Regions from separate parts of the Mus musculus genome. Here region 2 is linked to region 1. The links are chromatin contacts, called in public promoter capture Hi-C maps. All regions are on one chromosome and are shown on one strand. Each heading gives the region's core, a stretch centred on a gene start, on an enhancer-like site or on the middle of the called end of the contact. The rest is flanking DNA. Distances are from core to core; before and after follow the strand shown.

Evidence for each region. Promoter capture Hi-C pulls out the DNA fragments that hold promoters and counts their contacts.
Region 2: a promoter capture Hi-C map of stem cell-derived epiblast-like cells shows a contact between it and region 1, with 2.7 times the contacts expected there. The contact joins two enhancer-like sites. A contact is called at or near these places in 18 of 39 promoter capture datasets (3T3-L1-derived adipocytes, the C10 cell line, the HPC-7 cell line and 12 more), 1 of 15 datasets of contacts at CTCF or cohesin (large pre-B cells), 2 of 484 Hi-C or Micro-C datasets (bone marrow-derived macrophages and embryonic stem cells), 3 of 115 datasets of contacts at active chromatin or transcription factors (embryonic stem cells and extraembryonic endoderm stem cells) and 5 of 9 other capture datasets (adipose tissue, embryonic stem cells, liver and 2 more).

Annotation. Positions count from the first base shown.
Region 1 is chr1:59,268,900-59,271,748 of GRCm38.p6, forward strand. The region is part of intron 4 of Cdk15 (cyclin-dependent kinase 15); the gene reads left to right. Among named protein-coding and RNA genes, the nearest start is that of Cdk15, 13 kb to the left of the region's middle. Within about 2 kb of position 1,387, at least 62 of the 459 cell types and tissues checked have an H3K27ac peak or open chromatin away from gene starts, as enhancers often do.
Region 2 is chr1:59,519,213-59,522,129 of GRCm38.p6, forward strand. It overlaps a transcript of Gm973 not described here. Among named protein-coding and RNA genes, the nearest start is that of Gm973, 3.6 kb to the right of the region's middle. Within about 2 kb of position 1,514, at least 27 of the 459 cell types and tissues checked have an H3K27ac peak or open chromatin away from gene starts, as enhancers often do.

The DNA of each region.
Region 1 (2,849 bases), core at 137-2,636:
CCCTCCCAAGGGCTATGATTATAGCTGCAGCACCACACTCAGTTATACACTCCCTGCTGGGAGTCAGATCCAAGGCCTCGAGCTTGCAAGGACTTTTGTTACTTTTCTGGTGTGGTGATTAAAATACCCCGACAAAAGTTGACTTAAGGAAGAAAAAGAGTTTATCTGGTCCACAGTTCCAAAAAGATAAGAGTCCATCGCAGCAGGGGGTTGGGATAGGCAGAGCAGCAAACAGCAGCTTTGGCAGCAGGAGCAGGAAGCTAAAAGATGGCACCTTCAACCACGTGCACAAACAGGAAGTGAGCGATGCTTTGCGCTCTTAAAACCGAGCCTGCAGCGAGAGAGTTCCTCCAGCAAAACTGCTCTGCCCCCAAATAATTACACCCACTGGAAACCAAATATTCAAATGCCAATGCCTATGGGGTATACTTCTCTTTCAAACCACAACACTAGGCAAGCACTCTTAGCAACTGAACTAAATCCCCACCCCACGAGAGCCGTTTGAATGATGGGATTATTCGTCTCTGGAAAAAAAAAAAAAAAAAAAACCTCAAAGATATGACTCTTCCTCAGCCTTCCTTTCTTAGCTATTTATCTTCCCTTCTTTCCTGAGTATACACTATATGCGAAAGGATAGTGCTGAATGTTTGAGAAATGCGCAGAGAACGCCCCATTCTTTATTCGGTGTTTTCAGCCTTAACAGAGCAGACAATCCAGATATTAAGTGTATAGAGGCTGTTGCAAACAGAATGAGTCAGACTTGCTGTGGCTAATGGAGGCAGGTTTTAGAGTGAACTTAGAAGACTGGGTTATCCAAGCAGGCTTTACAAAACAATTCTGAAAATGAGTTTATAATTCAATTTGATGCCATTTTCAAAAGTCTTGGAAGCCCCTGGGAAACATTTTACATTTAAGTCGAAAGGCCAAAGGCTATCAGTGTAAGTGGGGGCTCGTCCTGGTGGGATCAGGTGCAATCTAGGGGAACACATGGTTTTAAGCATTTAAACAAGATGGAAGCTGCACTCACTAGTGTACTTATTAGTGGTCCAAATGAGACAGAGTATTTCTGAACACACACACACACACACACACACACACACGTGTTCGAGTCACCAGACTAGAAGAGGCTCTCTGGGCGCGGGCTCCCCTAGTTCTCTGGGCATCAGCTTTTGTGAGCCTGAGTTCACTGACGGCTCGCACTGGGCTTTGCTGCTATTTTCCACAGAGCTACGTTCTCCAACTCCGCATCTGGCAGTCACAGTGAAACGTGTTTTGCAGCAGGTTTTGCTAACAGATGTTCTCTGCCGACTCAAAGCCCCCGGGTGTGTGTTGTTCTATATGCACGGCCATTCTCGCATTTCGTGTCCGCTGAGCGCTGCCTCTCACACAGATGTTCACAATTACAGTTAGCATTCTTGTATGGACTTCCTCGGTTTGTTTTATGGGACTGGCCCTTATTGAAAGCTTTGCTTGTATGATATGAAAAAAACCACAAAAGGATTTTGACACATCGGAGGTGGTTCGACTTCCAGTTTCCAACAATGACTGCTTCTTTTTCCTCCTGGGTAAAAAGCTTGCAGCCTTGAAAGCAAGGCCTCACTTAAGAACTTTGGCACGGGCTCATTTTTCCCTGGTTAAGATCTGGATGCCCAGGAGACCAGAGAGTCAGAGGTTAAATGGGAAGGGCTGGGAAGCAAGATAAGAACAGCTGGAGTTCATTAGTTAAAATCCAGGGTCATTAGCTAAAAAGGCAACCAAAAGCCATGCTCAGGGAAACTCAGAGTAAGACAGCCTTGAAGCAGGAATTCTTTCCCTGAGAAATCTGCTTGCTCTGAGGGTGTGGCAGCCCAGAGTTTAGAGAGTGGGATTCTGCTATGTGGACAGTCTCTCCAGGTAGAATGCATGTTTGTTTTCACATGATCTTCATCTATCATATCATGAAATTAACAAAAGTCTGAGCAACAACACTACGGGAAACTCTTACGGAGCGAGCATTCATGCACCCTTGAACACCTCTAGAGGAATAATATCGTATGGCCAAACTTTCAAACAATTATCTGATTCAAGCCAACACTCAGAACTTTGTGTGCATTCACACTGCAATGTGTGCTGGGTGTCTGAGATGGCCAGGCACTTTAAATATGACTACTAGATATGCAACAGCACACAGATCCCTGTTTCTCCCTGATACTGAGGGTCAAAGCCAAGGCCAAACACAGGCTATTTGCTGGCCCTCTTTTTCATTTTTTATTTTGAGACAGGGTCCCACTGAGTTGTCCAGGCTGGCCTTGAACTCACTTGTAGCCCAGGCTGTCTTTGATCTCGCCACCTTCCTGCCTTGGTCTCCTGAGGTAGGTGGAATTACAGGCCCAGGCTATTAGTATCCTGTCCTTTTGCTAATTAAAAGATGTAAGAGCTGGATATGATGATACAAACTTGTCATCTCAGCACTCAGGAGGCAGAGGCAGGAGGATCACTCCAAGTTCAAGGCCAGCATAGTCTGCATAGCCACTTCTAGGCAAACCAGGGCTACATGGTGAGTCCCTGCATCAAACAAGGCAAAATGGAAAAAAAAAGATAAAAAGATCAGAGATTTTTGTAACAATTTAAGAGAGTCCTTTATTATTGACTTAGAATCACATTTCAAATGTTTATTTTTATAATTGGGAGAAAATATTTTGAGTAAATTGATTTTTTTATGGATTTTATATGAATGTACCTTAGTTTCATTGAATTCTATATTGACATTCTAGGAATGGACCTTAAATACCTTTCTTAAAAAACAGCCAGCTTTTGGTTTGAACCTAGGACCTTCATCTTGTTTACTCTGTTTCCTTAAGAGAGCCAGG
Region 2 (2,917 bases), core at 264-2,763, 250 kb after region 1:
TAAGCCACATCAGAAATCAGCTCCAGTATCTAAACAGGCCACTCACTACTCCTCCTTAGCAAGCCTGTGCTTCTTCCAACAAGTCTAGAGGGTTGACTCTCCCACCCTGCTGTCAGCGTGCTTTCTGCCTTTGTTTACTGAGTCTTGGGTTGGTTGGGGTTTTAACCTGTGAGTCTAAGCTTTGTACTGTGGCCAGGCAAACTACCAGCTTCTAAGACAGGCTTTGACCTAATGCTCCTCATTTATTCCTCTTAATGGCTCAGAGATAATTACCCATCTCTTTGAGCATGTCACAAAGCAAACCCCAAATGCTTAGAGAGCTGCTACTATGTGCAAGGGGTGGTGTGGGAATATGCAGGATAAGATTTAGTGCCTATCTTCCATGAAAGAGCTCTCACTGTATAAGGCAGTACTATATGTCAAATGCAATGGCTGTTTTTTCAAAAATCTCTTTTTGACTTTTCCTGTAACCCATGTTTGGTGTTTGTGGCAGATCCCTGTGGTCGACTCTCATGGCCTTCACTTGACAATTCCTGTAGTTCAAGAAGCTAAGAGCTGACCCAGCCCACTTGTACGGTAAAGCAAGGAGAAGCTAGGCTGGAGATAGGAGGGTGGAGGGAGCCCTGGAAGTCAGGTCAGGGGGCTACTGCTCCACCCCCACATCATGGTGGCATCCCACGGCTGAAGGAGAGGCTGTAGCCAGTCACGGCTCCATCCTGACAGCTGGGTATTAGCCTTGAAGGAGTTTCTTAGGTACAGTTGCCACCACTCTAGTATCAAAAACAGGTTAGAATCAAATTCAGGGACGAGCCTATGTCATCTCTGCTTTGCTCTGTGGACTTGTGAAACGATTCATTCTCTCGGTGCTCTTTGGAAAGTAAGACAGCATCAATGTTTCTTGTAAATGAAAGATAAATAAAGCTACACGCTCACACTTCTATGAAGTGGGGCAAAAATAATCCAGGTGCAGCCTCCCAGGCCACTCTTTGCAGAGTGACATCCACTGAACCCAAGAACACTGAAACAAGGGACAAATTCCCAAGCACACAGGGGATGTGGCATCTATTTTCATCGTTTCATGTGGTTTTTATTTATTTACAGAGTACCATGGTTATTCATGATGCTTTACAAACCATAAAAAACGAGGCCTCCGCCCTATAGACTTTACAGTGTAATTTAAACAGACACGCTGCCTGGGCTGACAGGTCAGGCATGCCAGGGGGTGGGGGCGGTGTTGTATAACATGGGTGTGGAGGGTTCTTTCTTGAGTTATAAATACTTCCCAGTTACGAGGGCCTTTCATCTGGGATCCCCAAGCACTTTAGAATAGCAATAACTTTGATTGCTTTCTAATGCACTTTCCATAAACTGTTGTTGGGACTGAGTAAATGCTTCTAAATGCCTATTAATTGATCCGTGGATCTGCTCGTTGTCCGTAGTAAACAGCACAGACGTAAACTCGATGATTTAGGAGAGGCCTGCTGTGAGCTGTCTGCTCACAGATTACAACCCCAGAGTGGCCTGGCTGCCTTGCCCTGGCCTTGAGAGGGCTGCATGGACACCTGGGTATCTTCTCAAGTGAGATACTCAAACTAGATGGGAACAATCACTTCCTGGTGTCCCTTTCACCATCTGTGGGCAAATCCACACTGCAGAGTCTGTGGGGTTCACACAAGGAACTTCCGATAGAGACAGAATCACGTGTCAGCCAGCAGCCGCTGTGGCTCTCCAAGGACTCTGCCATGCTTCTGAGCTGTCCTACTCTCGTAAGCAATGTCATCTCCAAAACGTTAGGATTTCTATTTCCTTGCAGCTGATGGAAACCCCATCAGCTTTGTATATTTCATTCAATGGCCATTTAGCAACTGACGTCATTCCTGACCTAAAGACAAGTTCATTCAAGTCCAAGGGAAGAATGGTTCCCAGTCCTGAGGGTTCAACAGAGGGGTTCACGAGAAAAGCTCTCGTCCAGACGCCTTTTGTAAGTCTCTCAGACTTACCTTTCTAAAGGCCCAGATGGAGCTACATCACCTCCCTGCTTTTAAAACCCCGAGTGGGAAGTCCACTTCACAGGAAGTCCAGATCACCATGACGATGAAGCAATTTCAAGGTCAACCTGGGATATATGAGACCCTGTCTTTAGAAAGACAAGACTGGGGAGGAAGACTTGAGGGATAAAAGCCAGTGGGTATCTGACCTCCACAGCCATGGCAGCCAGAGAGGTCATGTTCATGCTGCCTGTAACATCCCCCTCCCACCCCCACCCCCCACTATCCTCCCGTCTTCCCATTGACCTTCTGCCCTTTCATGTCCCACCCTAACAGCCCTCCTGTCTGTAGTCCTCCACAAGCCCCCTACTGTCTGTGCTCCCCCTCTTCCACATGGCTCCTCCTCCCTCCTCCTAGAACCCCTTGGTCCTCTGCCTCAGGGAACAGCTTCCAGGGATGGGATGTTCCTCTAGGCTAGGGTTTCTTCTCAGCTATAGTTACCACTTGGGAACCTTTTGTCAAAGGTCTTTTTTATGCTTTGAACAGGCATTGAAGGGGAAGATAGGTAACTGTAGCCTAAGACCCCAAGTTTTAGTTAGAGCCCCGGGGTTTGCAGGATCTTGTTGTAACAGTTGTGAGGAACCAAGGACTTGGATTAGCAAGTGTTCTATTCAGTTGTTCAATTGTTTGCTATATCTTTGATAGAAGTAATTGTGATAAAAGATACAGAAGTTTACCATTAACAGTTCCTTGGCACTGAGAACACCCAGCCTGTGGTGAGGCTGTCTCCAGAACACTTCTATTTTCCAGACACATTATCTGCAGAACTTCCCACCCCTAACACCACCATCCTGGTTCGGTAAATCTGACTACTCATGTGGTTAGCACATCGGATATTTGGCTTATTTCATTTAGTATAATGTCTTCAA